Linked DNA regions of Sus scrofa: region 1 is linked to region 2. A link is a contact called in public promoter capture Hi-C data. All regions are on one chromosome and are shown on one strand. The core of a region is the stretch at or near the end of the contact, and the rest is flanking DNA. Distances in the headings are between cores, read along the strand shown.

Region 1 (6,782 bases), core at 2,677-5,176, 690 kb after region 2:
TATATTTTTATAATCTATTTTACATTTAGAACATTTTATATAATATATATTTCAGGTTAAAAATTTTAAATATATATTGTATATTTACATCACATATATTCCTATATACATTTCTATAGTTTTTTTTTTTTTTAAGGGTCGAACCTGTGGCATATGGAAGTTCCTAGGCTAGAGGCTGAATCAGAGCTGCAGCTCCCGGCCTACACCACAGCCACAACAATACGGGATCCGAGTCTTGTCTGTGACCGACGCCGCAGCTCACGGCAAGGCCAGATCCTTAACCCACTGAGCAAGACTAGGGATCAAACCCGAATCCTCATGGATGTCAGTCGGGTTCTTAACCTGCTAAGCCACAATAAGAACTCCACATTTCTATAATTTTAGATCTTGGGCTTTTGAATACATTTTTACACAACTGATATTTCAAACAATTAAATTGCACTAAAAGCAGTTATAGATGACTATGCCTTAATATGCCCTATGAGCGCTAAAGAAAAAAATGAATTCCTTTTCATAGTTAACATTCCAGTGACCCCAGCAAAAGCAGCCTTGAGAAGTAACTGTTGCCATGCCAGCAACTTCATAAAGAGATCTACTGTTTTCTTCTCTATTTGTCTCAACTATGTGATAAATCTGAAAAATGAATTAGTCCAATTAAATACTGCCTTCGAAACACCCTGTTTTGGTTTTTCACTTTTTTTCATTGCTGCCCATATCCTAACTACAAGTGTTGGGTTAATTCATTCTAAAAAGCTTGAATTCCAGTCTCAGAATTCAAAGTATCTAGCTATATTTAACCATTTATTTGTTTGTTTATTCAACCAAAAGAACCTCATTGAGAGCCAGAAGTCCATTTTAAAGCTGGATCCTTCCCGTCTGCTTTCCACTGGCTGTTTTCCATTGGGCAAATCACTTGCCCTATCTGTGCCAAGCATAAAATTATGGGAAGAAACCCAAACAAAAAAGCTTTTTTTTCTTCTGTTTTTTAAAGTTTCATTGAAGAATAAAAGCGTTTTTTTCTTTTTTCTTTTTAGGACTGCACCTGCGGCATATGGACGTTGCCAGGCTTGGGGTCAAATCAGATGTGCAGCTGCCAGCCTATGCCACAGCCACAGCCATGCCAGATTCTTAACTCACTGAACAAGGCCAGGAATGGAACTCGCATCCTCATCGTTCTTAAGCCACTGAGCCCCAATGGGAACTCCTAAAAGTTTCTTAAAAGATCCAAAAATGAGAAAAATAAGGACAATGTAATGAATTTTTCACAGAATTAAATGTATTCAATTTAGATTACCCATATTTACAGATTATGTCCTTTCATGAAACAGAAATTATAGACCAAAGTTATGTTTAATTAATTTATTTTGGCCACATTCGTGGCATGTGGAATTTCAGAATATTTATTTTTAAAAATTTATTTATATTTATTATTATTTTTGCTTTTTAGGGCCACACCAATAGCATATGGAGGTTCCCAGGCTAAGGGTCTAATCAGAGCTGTAGCCACTGGCAGCAGCCACACCAACACCAGATCCGAGCTGGGTCTGCGACCTACACCACAGCTCATGGCAATGCCAGATCCCTGACTGAGGGAGGCAAGGGATCGAACCTGCACCCTCGGATTCATATCTGATGCACCAGAACAGGAATGCCAGTGGTAGATCCTTTAAGCCACTGTGCAGGGCCAGGGATGGAGCAAGACTAGGGATCAAACCCGAATCCTCATGGATGTTAGCCGGGTTCCATACCTCTGCTGAGACTGGAATTGCTGCAGTTGGACTCTTAACCTACTTTACCACAGCAGGAACTCCCCCCTAAACCTTTTAACTCAACAAAATTCCATTTTATACTTAGGCTTAGGGAGGCTGACTTTCTCAAGGTCACAGAACTAGTACCAGATAAACCCAAGATTTCAACCTAGGCTGCTTTTTTTTTTTTTTTTTTTTTTTGTTGTTGTTGTTGTTGCTTTTTAGGGCCACACCCACGGCATATGGAGGTTCCCAGGCCAGGGGTCTAATCGGAGCTGTCGCTGCCCACCTATACCACAGCCACAGCAGCGCCAGATCCTTAACCCACTGAGTGAACCCGCGACCTCATGGTTCCTAATCAGATTCATTTCCACTGCGCCACGATGGGAACTCCAAACCTAGGGTGCTTTGATTTTAACTTTAGTACTCTCTTTCACAGGGCTGTTTATAAAACTTGAGAAAAAGTTTTGACTGAACAAACCTGGAGAAAAGTAGCAGCAATAACGTTTGACAGTAATGTATGGGTGATGGGAATATTTCTGAATAATTGGAAAATGTTGAAGTTGAGGAAAATCATTAAATTGTGATATGCCTGGGATAATAATCTGTTCCACTCCCACATCCAGAAACCACCTGGTGGACCACCTCTCAGAAGATATCCACTTGCTTTCAGATCCCCTTCATCCCACTTTCAGCTTCCTCGCAGTTACCCAGTGTCTCCTAGGGTGTCCAGTGCAGCCCTAGACGTCATCTCCCAAGAGGGTCCCATTTCCTGGCTCTTTTGCATTATGATTCTTCCATCATCTCAATTCAGTGTCCTGTGCCCTGTTCCTTCACAGGGGGTGCCCTGTCTTACCCTGGGGAATGCTTTATTGTTGAATCAGGGAAAAACCATTAATGTGCTATAATTGGCCAATTCTTTGATTTACTAGAACAAAATTTTCTGTGAGGGTAGGACTGGATTTAACCTGTTCACAGTTGAGACCTCTGAGCAAAACCCCCCGCTAAGGACAGAGTGGAGCACAAATACATTCGTGGTATGGAACAAGTTCTCCGGTTGCATACTGGCATAAATCTTTGCCTGAAAGGGCATTTTTAAAGTATCTCATAATTAGGTCCAAAGTCCAAATAAAACTTGGGCAGGTGGGGAGCTCCTTTTCCTTTTAATGTTTAACCCTCTGGCACCTGGCATATAATTTCGATCTTAAAGTGACAACATACCCTCTTTTTCAAACGACCTAATTCAAGACCAAGTGCAAACAGAAAAGGTGAAGATTCTAAACCTGTGTTAGGAACCGCAAACTTTCACATACAGGACCAAGCCGAGAGATGGGAAAACTGTGTAAACTCCCGCGACACTTTCCTCCCCCCTCAAGTCTTTTCCTACACACATCCCCCACGATTATTCCGAAGGGGCAGGAGGGACGACCTGGGTCCCACAACCCGGACTCAGCCCTGCCCCCACAAAAGCGTCCGAAAACTCGATGTAGGGGGAGAGCCCTAGGAGAAAACGCTGAAAAGTTCTCCGAGACCCCAGAACTCACAGGAGGCGGGTCATAAACCCAGCCCCCCTGCCATCATCCCCGGGGACAGAGTCGCGGTCTCCCAAAGCCTCAAAGGGACCCTACGTAAATGCAAAGTCCTTCCCAACAGCTGACACTTTGGTTCCCAGAAAGGGTGGGAGCTTGCGCCGGGCGAGGCCTGAGGCGGAAACTTGAAGCCCCACCCAGACCCAGCACCTTCGAGGGCAACCCTGGCGTAGGGAGGGGCAGAGCCCCAGGCACCACTTCCACCACTCAGCGCCCGGAAGCCCTTCCCTCCTCGCAGCCCCCCGCACGCTCCTCCCCCCACCCGCTCCCGCATTTCCCTCTGCCCCGCCCCCCGCCGCACCTCCTTCCCTGCGTCGCCCATCCTTGTCCCTCCCGACTTCTCCCCCCTAGGAAGCCCCGAGGGCCCAGCGTGGGGCACGGCTTTGCAGCCCAAGGCCAAGTCCCCGGATGTCCTCCTCCCCTCCCCACCCCCGGCTCGCGCTGTGGCCCCACCCCACGCGCCGCTCTGCGTGCCACGTCACCGCTTACGGCGCTTCCGGAGGCGCAGCGGGCGATGACGTAGGGGGACGTGCCCTCTATATGAGGTTGGGGAGCGGCAGAGTCGGCCTTTTCCGCCCGCTCCCCCCTCCCCCCGAGCGCCGCTCCGGCTGCACCGCGCTCGCTCTGAGCTCCCGGTTCCTGCTAAGCTAGCGCCGCCGTCGTCTCCCTCCAGCCGCCATCATGATCATCTACCGGGACCTCATCAGCCGTGAGTGGGGACTGCACTCTTCCCCACTGCCGCGCGAAGGGGATGGGGGTCTGGTGGGGGGCGGGGAGACGGCCGCCGCCGCCGCCGCCGCCGTCCTGGGCCTGGGGGACGCCGGCGCCCTCCCGGGAGCGAGGAAGGTCGGTGCTTGGCGCGCGCCCTGGGGTTTCGAGCGCCGGGGAAGGGCGGGGGTCGCGTGCGGCGGGCGGGGCGGCGCGGGAAATGGCGCCGGCTCGGGCTTCAGGCGCACGGTTGACTGGCGGGTTTGTGTTCTCGGGCAGATGATGAGATGTTTTCCGACATCTACAAGATCCGGGAGATCGCGGACGGGCTGTGTCTGGAGGTGGAGGGGAAGGTGAGTCGGGCCGGGTCGCGGCGAGGAGGAGGCAAGGCCAGGCAGGCTCGGGTTTCCGCCGCTCCCCCGCCCGAGGTTGTGCAATCCTCTCCGTTGCCTCCTGGCGGAGGAGACGCTCTTTCCGGGCTCGGGTTTTTCTAGAAAAGTGGAGGCGGAGCTGAGTCTGGAAATAGGTCCGCCACTTGGGCGCCCATCCTCCCAGGCGGTCCCGGACAGGTTGTCTCCTGTTTGGGAGCCCGAAGCCCTCAGCGGTTGCCCTTTTCAACCCGACTGTCCACGCAAAACTTCCACTCGTTGTAAACAACCCCCTTCTCGTGCTGGTCAACAAAGAATTGTTAGGGTGTTTTAGGAAATCGAGGGGTCATAAATTTTTTCCCCATGTTTTCAGCAAGAAACAAGAATCTTTAGTGGAAGGCTGATGGGATGTATGAGCTGCTTAAATTGTTTTGATGCCTTTGTGGTAAGGTCGAGGATGTGTTAGCAACTAAACTTTTCCTTAACGCAGATGGTCAGTAGGACAGAGGGTAACATTGATGACTCGCTCATTGGTGGAAATGCCTCCGCTGAAGGGCCCGAGGGCGAAGGTACCGAAAGCACAGTAATCACTGGTGTCGATATTGTCATGAACCATCACCTGCAGGAAACCAGCTTCACAAAGGAAGCCTACAAGAAGTACATCAAAGATTATATGAAGTCGTAAGTGATCTTGGCACATTCCGTTGATGTCTGGAATCCTGTAGGATTTAGGGATCTTCTAACTATGGAGATTTTTTTAGCAAGCAGGCATGGTTGTCAAATACTTTATTAATGAGCTCAGAAGGGTGGTTGCTTTTCTATCAAATATGAGCATAACAGGTGCATACAGGTCTGGCTTTACCTTTTCAGAACAGCACTTTGGAAAGAAGCTGACAGGAAATTCAAAGTTGTGAACAGTCATAAAACATCCCTCCTGTGAGCTAGGAATTTCTTGATTGTGCTCAGTGATAGCTAGTTGCTAGTTTCAGTTTGGAGTTTTTGGAGAAAATTTCTTTTGCTCAGAGCTCTGTAACGAACTTAACCTATCAATAAAATACTTGTTTTAGAATCAAAGGGAAACTCGAAGAACAGAGACCAGAAAGAGTAAAACCTTTTATGACAGGAGCTGCAGAACAAATCAAGCACATCCTTGCTAATTTCAAAAACTATCAGGTAAACAAATGTGTGGATTAAAGGGCTATAGAGTTTAACTTAGAGCAAAAAATGAGTTTGAATGTCTGATGTAATTTAATTGTGGGTATTTTCTTAGCCTTTTGAGCAATTAATACTTGATATATTCAACGCCAGTAGTCTAGCTGGAGAGGGTAGCCTTCCCTACTCCTTCCCCAGATGGCATCTCCCAGTTCTTTCTCTAGAATTGCTCAGTTTGACCCCTAAGTGGTTTTCCACTTTGCTTTCTTTTTACAGTTCCATTGGGTCTCATTGCCACTGGAGCTCTTTCTGATGTGAGCTTGTACTGTTGAGGAACGTAAAGAATTCCCTTACCGCCAAGCGAAAGTTTTGCTGTTTTCACACATCCTGTGTGTGACCCTAACTTTCTTTTCATAGGGTGTGCATGCTCTCATTGCTAGCCTTACTACATTCCCTGTGGTTGACTGTAAACAGGCTTCTTTGTAGGGCTTGGAATTGGCTGTGTGGGGATGAGAAAGCCTAAAGTTTCTAGAGTGCTCTGTACTCTTTATTTTGGCTCTTTTAGTACTTTGGGTGAACAGATTGATTAGTGAGCATTTCTCTTAGGCATCAAATCAGAGCCTCTGGTTGCTGAGAGTCTCGATTAAATAGTGGTGTTCTGAATCATTCTTTGATTTGTTTTGATACAGCACATTTGTATAATCTAATTCTGGATATTTGTTTGCTTCCTAAGTTCTTTATTGGTGAAAACATGAATCCAGACGGCATGGTTGCTCTGCTGGACTACCGTGAGGATGGTGTGACTCCATATATGATTTTCTTTAAGGATGGCTTAGAAATGGAAAAATGTGTAAGTACAAAGAAGTGGGTTGAAATCAGTAATGTAAAAATGGAGAGTGTGGGCATAATCCCTTGTTTCATGCCACTGGGACAGTTAGAATGGGTTCTGCAGCAGTCCTTTGAAAATGAGGGTGCAGGTCTTTTTTCTTGGGGATCTAAAGAATGTTGTGATTCACATGTAAAGGATTTTTATGGTATAGAAAAGCTTAGAATGGATCTGCAGGAAACTTAGCATAGATGACATTATAAATAGCTTAAATACTGAGCCTAGAGATCAGAGATAACGTATATAATCTAAATATTTTAAGTTATTTTAAGGGATAACACCCTATGTTGACATTTCTTATGGAAATGGCCCATAGAAATCAGACTGCTTT
Region 2 (7,778 bases), core at 5,081-7,580:
GGCTTGGATCCTGTGTTACTGTGACTGCGGTGTAGGCTGGCAGCTGCAGCTCCAATTGGACCCCTAGCCTGGGAACCTCTGTATGCCACATGTGCAGCTCTAAAAAAGGGCAAAAAGAAAGAAAGAAAAGACAGAAATGCAGAATCTTAGCACCCCTGCCGACCTTTGAATCTGCATTTTAATAAGATCCCCGGTTAATTTGTGTGCACAATTAAGTTTGAAAAACCTCTCCTTAAAGAAGCAAAGTCTTAAGAGAGCTACAATTGAGGCAGTTTCCTTTTAACCAACTTTCAATTAAATTACACATTCCTAATTACACTAGACCTGAGAGATTAAAAATAACCCTCTGCTAACTTTTTCCATCCTCTTTGTCCATTTGAAGTGGCCAGAGTGGCCCTGCCCTCCATCTGGGTATATCCCCCATCAGCCAGCCTTGCCCTTTAAAGGCTCCTTGGCCCCTCTCTTCCCCGTGGCCCCCCCTTTCAGGCACAGACCCCAAAACCTGCATCTTTCTGATTCCACTCATATACTTAAGGTGTCCCTTGGCCCAGGCTTCTCTTACCTGCTGCCCAGGGCTGCCCCTTGAATGCATCTGACCCAGGTGGTGTCACATCCTTTAAGGCTTTTCTCCTGTTCCTTCAGTACCTACTGGCTTGTTTCCTATTGTCCCTGGAGCAACCTGTCCATGACTTCCAGTGACAAGCAGGTGACTTAGTAAACCAAACTGTCCTGGGGGAGGAGAGCGTGGCCTTTCATTACCTACTCTTTTCTCCTCCAAAACATGCACTTTGCAATGACTTTCTGGGGCAATAGCTGTATCATTGTTATCTTTGTCAATTCCCTAATGGCAAAGAGAGAGCAAGTGCCTTCCAAAAAAGCATCTATAACAGGCAAAGGTCTGGAGGATGGAAGAAGCTGGTTATCTTTGAGGAACGGCAAGACTAGGACGGCCGAAGGAAAGGGAGAACTGCCCTCTTGTGAGAAACGGGTTAGGGAAAAGTTTAAGGGTGATTCTCAGATGCCAAGTGGCTTGAGCATCCCCTGGGGAGCTTGTCAAAACACACGTTTTCCAGATCCCACCTTGGGATTCAGCACCTAGAGGACTTGGGGGGGAGGATGGTGGCCCAGGAAGCTGCATTTTCCTCAGATACCCTCAGAGACTCTGAAACTCACAGACCACCCCAGTGCAAGCCGGCTGTTCTCAGCCCTGGCTGCACAATGGCCTCATCTCTGGAGCTTTACAAGATGCTGGTATCTACACCCCGCCCTCTGTGGTTCTGATGTAATTGATCTGATGTACCGCCAGGGCAGCCAGATACGTAAAAGATGCCCAGACGACTCTAATTGGCGGTCAAGTTTGAGAACCCGTGGTCTACCCGCTTCAAAGGGTGGGCCAGGTGGAGCATTTCTTCCCCCCGTTTTTAAAAGTTTTCTGGAAGTATAGTTGATTTGCAAGGTTGTGATCATTCTGGCTGTGCAACAAAGTGACTCAGTTGTATCTGTACACACATCTATTCCCTTGCAGGTTCTTTTCCCACGTGGGTGATCACAGAATAGTGGGTAGACTTTCCTGTGCTAGACAGCAGGTGGAACACTGGGTCCACTTTAAAAAAAAAAAGCACAACCTGAAAGTTGGACATTAAGATTTTGGGGGTGCAGAATTAGGACTTCGGCCGAGCAGACAGCATCTCAGGTGGCCCTGAGAAGCTGCTCAGGGTGACAAGGGAGGCGCTAGGATATATAGGAGTTTTTGCAACACAGAGTAGGTAGCAGGAACAAAAGAGGCCTGGGCTCCCTGAAATCCTCCTTTGACATTCTTTGTTTATCCTTCTTGCCAGCCCAGGGGGCGGTATGTCAGCTCAGATGGCTCTGAAATACTGCCCAAGGGAGAAAGGGGAGATGGATATCAGGATAAGATAAAGGTGAGCATAAGATAAAGGTGCGTGCAGCCACACACACATTTACAAATGGTTGTTGCTGGTCTCCCGAAGGTCACCAGCAGTCACAAGGAGCAGACAGCACCATGAAGGAGTTTAGCATTTTTCTAGATGTGAGGAGACGCAAGAATTGGGCACATACAATCTTCTAAAAACATCTGACTATCTGAAGATCCATTCTTCCAGCTTTCCCAGAGCAGAGAGTGCTTCCCTCGTGACTTGCACCCAGAGCTCTCTGCTCAGGGGGTGCTGCGGGAGGGCAGCTGCAGTGGCTCATGATTTAATCCGCGTCGAGGCTGATGGCAAGAGCCAAACTTCAGTTCACCATCTTAAAAAGCAGAGACACCAATACAAGGAGTAAGGGTTTAGAAAGGGGGATGAAGGGATGAAGTGTTGCAAGAATAGACCTTGCTTGCTTCACGATTTAACCACCCAGCCAACAGGCATTTGCCTCTCCGGGTGCCCAGGAGCCCTGCTGGTGCCACGTGTCTCAGGCTCAGTATTTCTAGCTCAAGTGACGGCGTCAGAACCTGGGACAGAGTTCTCCGCCTTCCAGCCCCAAATCCCCCTCTTCAGTGGCCCCCGAGACCACACCATCGTCCCTCCCTCTCAGAAATGCAAGGGGCCTGCCAACCCTTTGTGCAAACTCTAAAACGGCTTGGTGCTGCATGGATAAACATAAGTGTGTGAGTGTGTGTGTGTGTGGAAGAAACATTTATCAATTATGTGTCTCCCAAACCTCCCAAGATGGTGCTTTAATGGCTGAATGGTTTTGAAAGGAAAACTTGTAAATTGAGCTGCACCTGAACTCATAATAAAATGCCATGGAATGAATTGACTCTCTCAGGGCTTCCCTATCGGGAAGCCTGAGCTGCATAGCTGAGTCCAGGCCAGCCCGGATCACAGAGGCGTCGCCCTTATCCTCAGGCTGAGTGAGGGAGAGGAGGCGAAGCAGCCACTGCTCACTGGGGAGGTTATCTATCCTCTTAGACTCCAGCTTCATTAAGCCAGAGGCTCACGGCTCTTGAAGAAGCACTGGCCCTCTTTTATTTGCTGCCTAATATTCCAAATTGACTGGAGAGCAAACATGCGCATTCGCTGGGTCCCAGGGGGTGTGATTCAATGAGACGGATCCCCCCACCTCACTGCCTTCTGGGACAGTGACCATCACCTAACATTTTGGGAGGAACAGAAGGAGAGGACAGTCGTCCCCAAGGTCACTGTGACCTGCATAAGGTTCCGGGCGGAAAGCACATTGGCCCCATCTGCTCCCTTCCTGGTTTTTCTCTCTCTCTCTCTCTTTTTTTAAATAAGTGGGCCATACTGACCTCCTGTTTTCAGATGATCCCACTGAATTCCCACCACAGCCCCCAGGGGTAGGTTATCCTTAACCTCATTTTTGCAAAGAGGAAACTGCACCTCCAAGAAGCCAAGAGATTTGCCTGTGATTTGAGGTATAGAGTCCATCTGATTAAATGGTTGTGTTCGTCTCTAGCACACACTCTCTCTCTCTCCCTTTTTCTTCATGCAATAAATTCAGCTTTTGTAGTTCCCATTGTGGATCAGCAGGTTAAGAACCCGACTAGTGTCCATGAGGTTGCAGGTTCAATTCCCGGCCTCGCTCAGTGGGTTAAGGATCTGGCATTGCCGTGAGCTGTGGTGTAGGTCACAGACTCATCTCGGATCCTGCGTGGCTGTGGTGTAGGCTGGCAGCTGTAGCTCCAATTTGACCCCTGGCCTGGGAACCTCCACATGCCATGTGTGCACCCTAAAAAGAGAAAAGAAAAAGAAAATAAACTCACATAAAATTGTATAAAAATAAAATAGAATTTGAGGAATTCGGGCTATACACAATTGTGCAACTGCCTCCACAGTCAAACTAGAGAATGTCTCCACCACTCCAAAAACATTCTCCTGTACCTCTTTGTAGGTTAATTCCTTCCTCCAAGCCCCTTGCAACAGCTAACCTCTTTTCTGTCTCTCTAGTTTTACCTTTTAGGGCATCATACAGATGATACAGATATTCATCCAGAGTATATGAATGCCTGCTACACAGCAGCAATAAGGCAAACCGTCAAAATCAGGCACACAATTTGAACACACACACACACACACACACACACACACACGTACATATATACACTTATAGACAATAAGCACAGAAAAGGCTGTCAACATTATTGGTCTTAGAAATTTAAATTAAAGCCAAAACTCGACACCCGGTCTATGATATTTTTGTTGTAGTGGCCCAAACTAATTAGGACAACATATGATTCTATGAAGTTCTAGAACAGGCAAATAAAAAACAAAATCAAGTCAGAACAGCTGTTTTTGGATTGGGGGATAATATGTGGAAATTTTCTGGAGTGACAAAAGTTTTCTGTACCTTGATAGAAGCATGGGTTACTCCAGGATACATATTTTTTGGGGAACTCATCTAGCTATATACTTAATATCTGTGCATTGCATGGCATGGACCTCAGTTTTAAAAAGACACTGCCCCACTGCTGCCTAGGCCTGGTTTATAACAGCAGCTGGTCTGTAAGAGACAAAGGAGTAACTAACTAAACCAGGAGGAACTCAACCAGTAACTAAGTCAAGTCACCTGACTGATGACTGGCTCCTTGAAGGCCACAGTGTGATCCTGGCATAGACGTGAAAAGCCAGTGTAAATGAGGTTCTGGATTAGAAGCCCGGGGCTTCTTGGAGGCGTGTGCAGAATGGAGAGAAGTGAGCAAAGAAAAGGACAACAAAAAGCTTCAAAATGAGCTTATAAACCCTTGCTCCCAGCTGTGGAAGAAATCAAAAGCTAAGAAAGGCAGCCCATAAAAGCAAAGCTCAGAGCATGAAATCACCCCAAACATAATGAAATTTCTAGAGCAGCCTGACACAGACTTTAAAATAAGCATTCTGGGGAGCTCCTGCCATGGCGCAATGGATTAAGAATCCTACTGCAGCAGCTTGGGTCGCTATAGAAGCATGGGTTCCAACTCCGGCCTGGTGCAGTGGGTTAAAGGATCCAGTGTTGCTGCAACTGCAGTATAGGTTGCAGCTGCAGCTCAGATTCAGTCCCTGGCCCGGACACTTCCATATGCCACGGGTGTGGCCATAAAAAGAAAAAACCTACAATGAGGTACCACCTCACACTTGTCAGAATGGCCATTATTATTTTTGTCTTTTTAGGGCCACTCCCGTGGCATATGGAGGTTCCCAGGCTAGGGGTCTAATCGGAGCTGTTGCTGCCGGCGTGCACCACCGCCACAGCAATGCCAGATCCTTAGCCCACTGAGTGAGGCCAGGGATCGAACCTGCAACCTCATGGTTCCTAGTCAGATTCGTTTCCGCTGCGCCACAATGGGAAGTCCAGAATGGCCGTTGTTAATAAGTCTACAAATAACAAGTGCTGGAGAGGATGCGGAGAAAAGGGAATGCTTCCACACTGTTGGTGGGAACATGTGTTGGTTCAACCACTGTGGGAAACGGTGTGGAGTTTCCTCAGAAAACTAAATATTGAACAAACCCCGTGATCCAGCAATCCCATTCCTGGGTATATATCCAGACAAAACTATAATTCAAAAAGATACATGGGCCCCTATGTTCATTGCAGCACTATTCACAATGGCCAAGACATGGAAGCAACCTAGATGTCCATCAAGAGATAAGTGGATTAGGAAGATGTGGTACATATACAATGGAATACGTCTCAGCCATAAAAAAGAACAAAATAAGGCCATTTGCAGCAACACGGATGCATCTAGAGATTTATCATACTAAGTGAAGTAAAGCAAAAAGACAAAGACCGTGTGATATCACTTAGATGTGGAATCTAAAATATGGCACAAATGAAACTATCTGCAAAAGAAAAACAGACTCACAGACCTAGAGAGCAGACTAGGGGTTGCCAAGGGGGAGGGGGAGTGGGATGGACAGGGAGTTGGGGGTTAGTAGATGCACTCTAGCGTGGATGGGCAACGGGGTCCTACTCCATAGCACGGGGAACTACATCCAGTCTCTCGGGATAGACCACTATGGGAAAGAATGTTAAAAAAGAATGTATATATAAGTATAACTGAGGTACTTTGCTGTCCAGCAGAAATTGGCACAACATTGTAAATGAACGGTATCTGAACTGCAAAGAAATGCACTTAGTGGAAATGTAGGGAGAGGACCTGGGCTCCCTTCACATACAGAGGTTGGATGAGGTCTCACACCAGAGCAAATGTTATTTGGTGCTAACTTCAGAATGGCACGAGGTGGGCTTTGATTTAAACAGGGGCTCTATGGTGGCCCTAAATAAACATGACTCGAATCGATCAGTTTTTTTTTTTTTAGGTTGGGACCTGTGGCATGTGGACGTTTCCCTGCCACGGGTCAAATCGGAACTGCAGCTGCCAGTCCATGCCACAGCCACATGGCATGGCCAGGGATCGAACCTGAGTCCTCACGGATACGGGTCGGGGTCGTTCATGCCGAGCCATGATGGGAACTCCCCAGCCAGAATCTTTTACTTCTTCAAAGAGCTCCTGTTCTTTTATGGGTGGACCCCTCCTTCCACATGGACGAGGAAAGCTCTCTTTGCATGGAGATTCTATAATGGTCCAGACTAGCTCTCCTTCCCAGCCCTGTACCAGCAGTCAGTTTTGAAACACTCACCTTCTAGGTCTTCATCTAAGTTGAAAACGTTGAAAAAGACAAAGACCAGGGGAGACCTCAGCTGGACCCTACGGGAGACTCCGCTCTGCATGGGCTGGAATCTACTGATCAGCACTCTATGGCTCTGGTTCAGCAAAGCAGACACGCTTGTGCTGTTTTACCAGTGTTTTTGTCTTGGCCTCATCTTCCCTGAGGAGTTAAATATTTTCTAGAGCGTCTAACCTGAGAACAGCTGTCACCCTGCTTTCTCTTTGGGGGTGGAAGTAGACGAGAAGTCGATGGATCACAGCAAGCAGAGGGAACACGCCATTACATTTTAACCAGTGTGTAAAGACGGCTCTTAGGTCATCGGCTCTCCGGACCCTTCTCTTCAGAGAATTGTGGTTTATAGCAAATCACTGCTGGGATGAAGCTTTATAGCTTTGCAGTCCTGGTAGCCGCCGTTCTCCTCTGTGAGCAGGATGTCTTCGCGTTTCAGAGGTAACCCTGTCGAACCCTAGATGAGCGGGGTCCTTCCTCCCCCTGCTCATTTGCCCCTCGTGAAACCCATTTTGTCCACTGGCCTGGGGGAGGTCAAGGTCAGGTCTTTCTGAAACATTCCATGTTGCCCTTCCAAATGGGAGATTCAGTGCAATAAGGATCTCACTTAAATCCAGGCTCTTTCTTTTCTTTTCTGGCTCTAGTTTTATTACTGAGAAAACTCTGGATGATATGTATATTCAGTGACTATGAAAATGAAAGAAATAGACTCAATTAAAAAAACTAATTATTTACATGTCAATACCACATGGTTTATATTTCTCCTGTCTTCACCTATATGCTACATGGCTATGGATTATTTACTTTTCTCTTGTACATGCAACGTGGGAGGGGGCAGCGGGCAAAGGTATAGATGGATTGGAAAGGAGGTTTGGGTTGTGTCTGGGTGTTCAGCATGGAATAGAAAGGAAGGATAGCTGTGTTTTAAAGAAGAAACACATGGAATTTCCCATTGTGGCTCAGTGGTTAATGAACCCGACTAGTATCCATGAGGTATCGGGTTCGATCCCTGGCCTCACTCAGTGGGTTAAAGATCCAGCGTTGCCATTGCCGTGAGCTGTGGTGTAGGTTGAGGATGCGAGGGCTTGGACCCCGAGTTGCTGTGGCAGCTCTGATTCGACCCCTAGCCTGGGAACCTCCATCTGCTTC

What was found. Promoter capture Hi-C pulls out the DNA fragments that hold promoters and counts their contacts.
Region 1: a promoter capture Hi-C map of liver shows a contact between it and region 2, with 4 times the contacts expected there. The contact joins the promoter of TPT1 here to the promoter of CPB2 in region 2. A contact is called at or near these places in 1 of 5 promoter capture datasets (liver) and 2 of 47 Hi-C or Micro-C datasets (both in liver).

The regions. Positions count from the first base shown.
Region 1 is chr11:21,925,368-21,932,149 of Sscrofa11.1, forward strand. TPT1 (tumor protein, translationally-controlled 1) reads left to right here and starts at 3,927. Exons shown (of 6, transcript NM_214373.1): 1 at 3,927-4,046; 2 at 4,325-4,398; 3 at 4,904-5,094; 4 at 5,481-5,586; 5 at 6,299-6,415. The coding sequence starts at 4,019.
Region 2 is chr11:21,228,117-21,235,894 of Sscrofa11.1, forward strand. CPB2 (carboxypeptidase B2) reads left to right here and starts at 6,331. Exons shown (of 11, transcript XM_001929146.4): 1 at 6,331-7,070. The coding sequence starts at 6,997.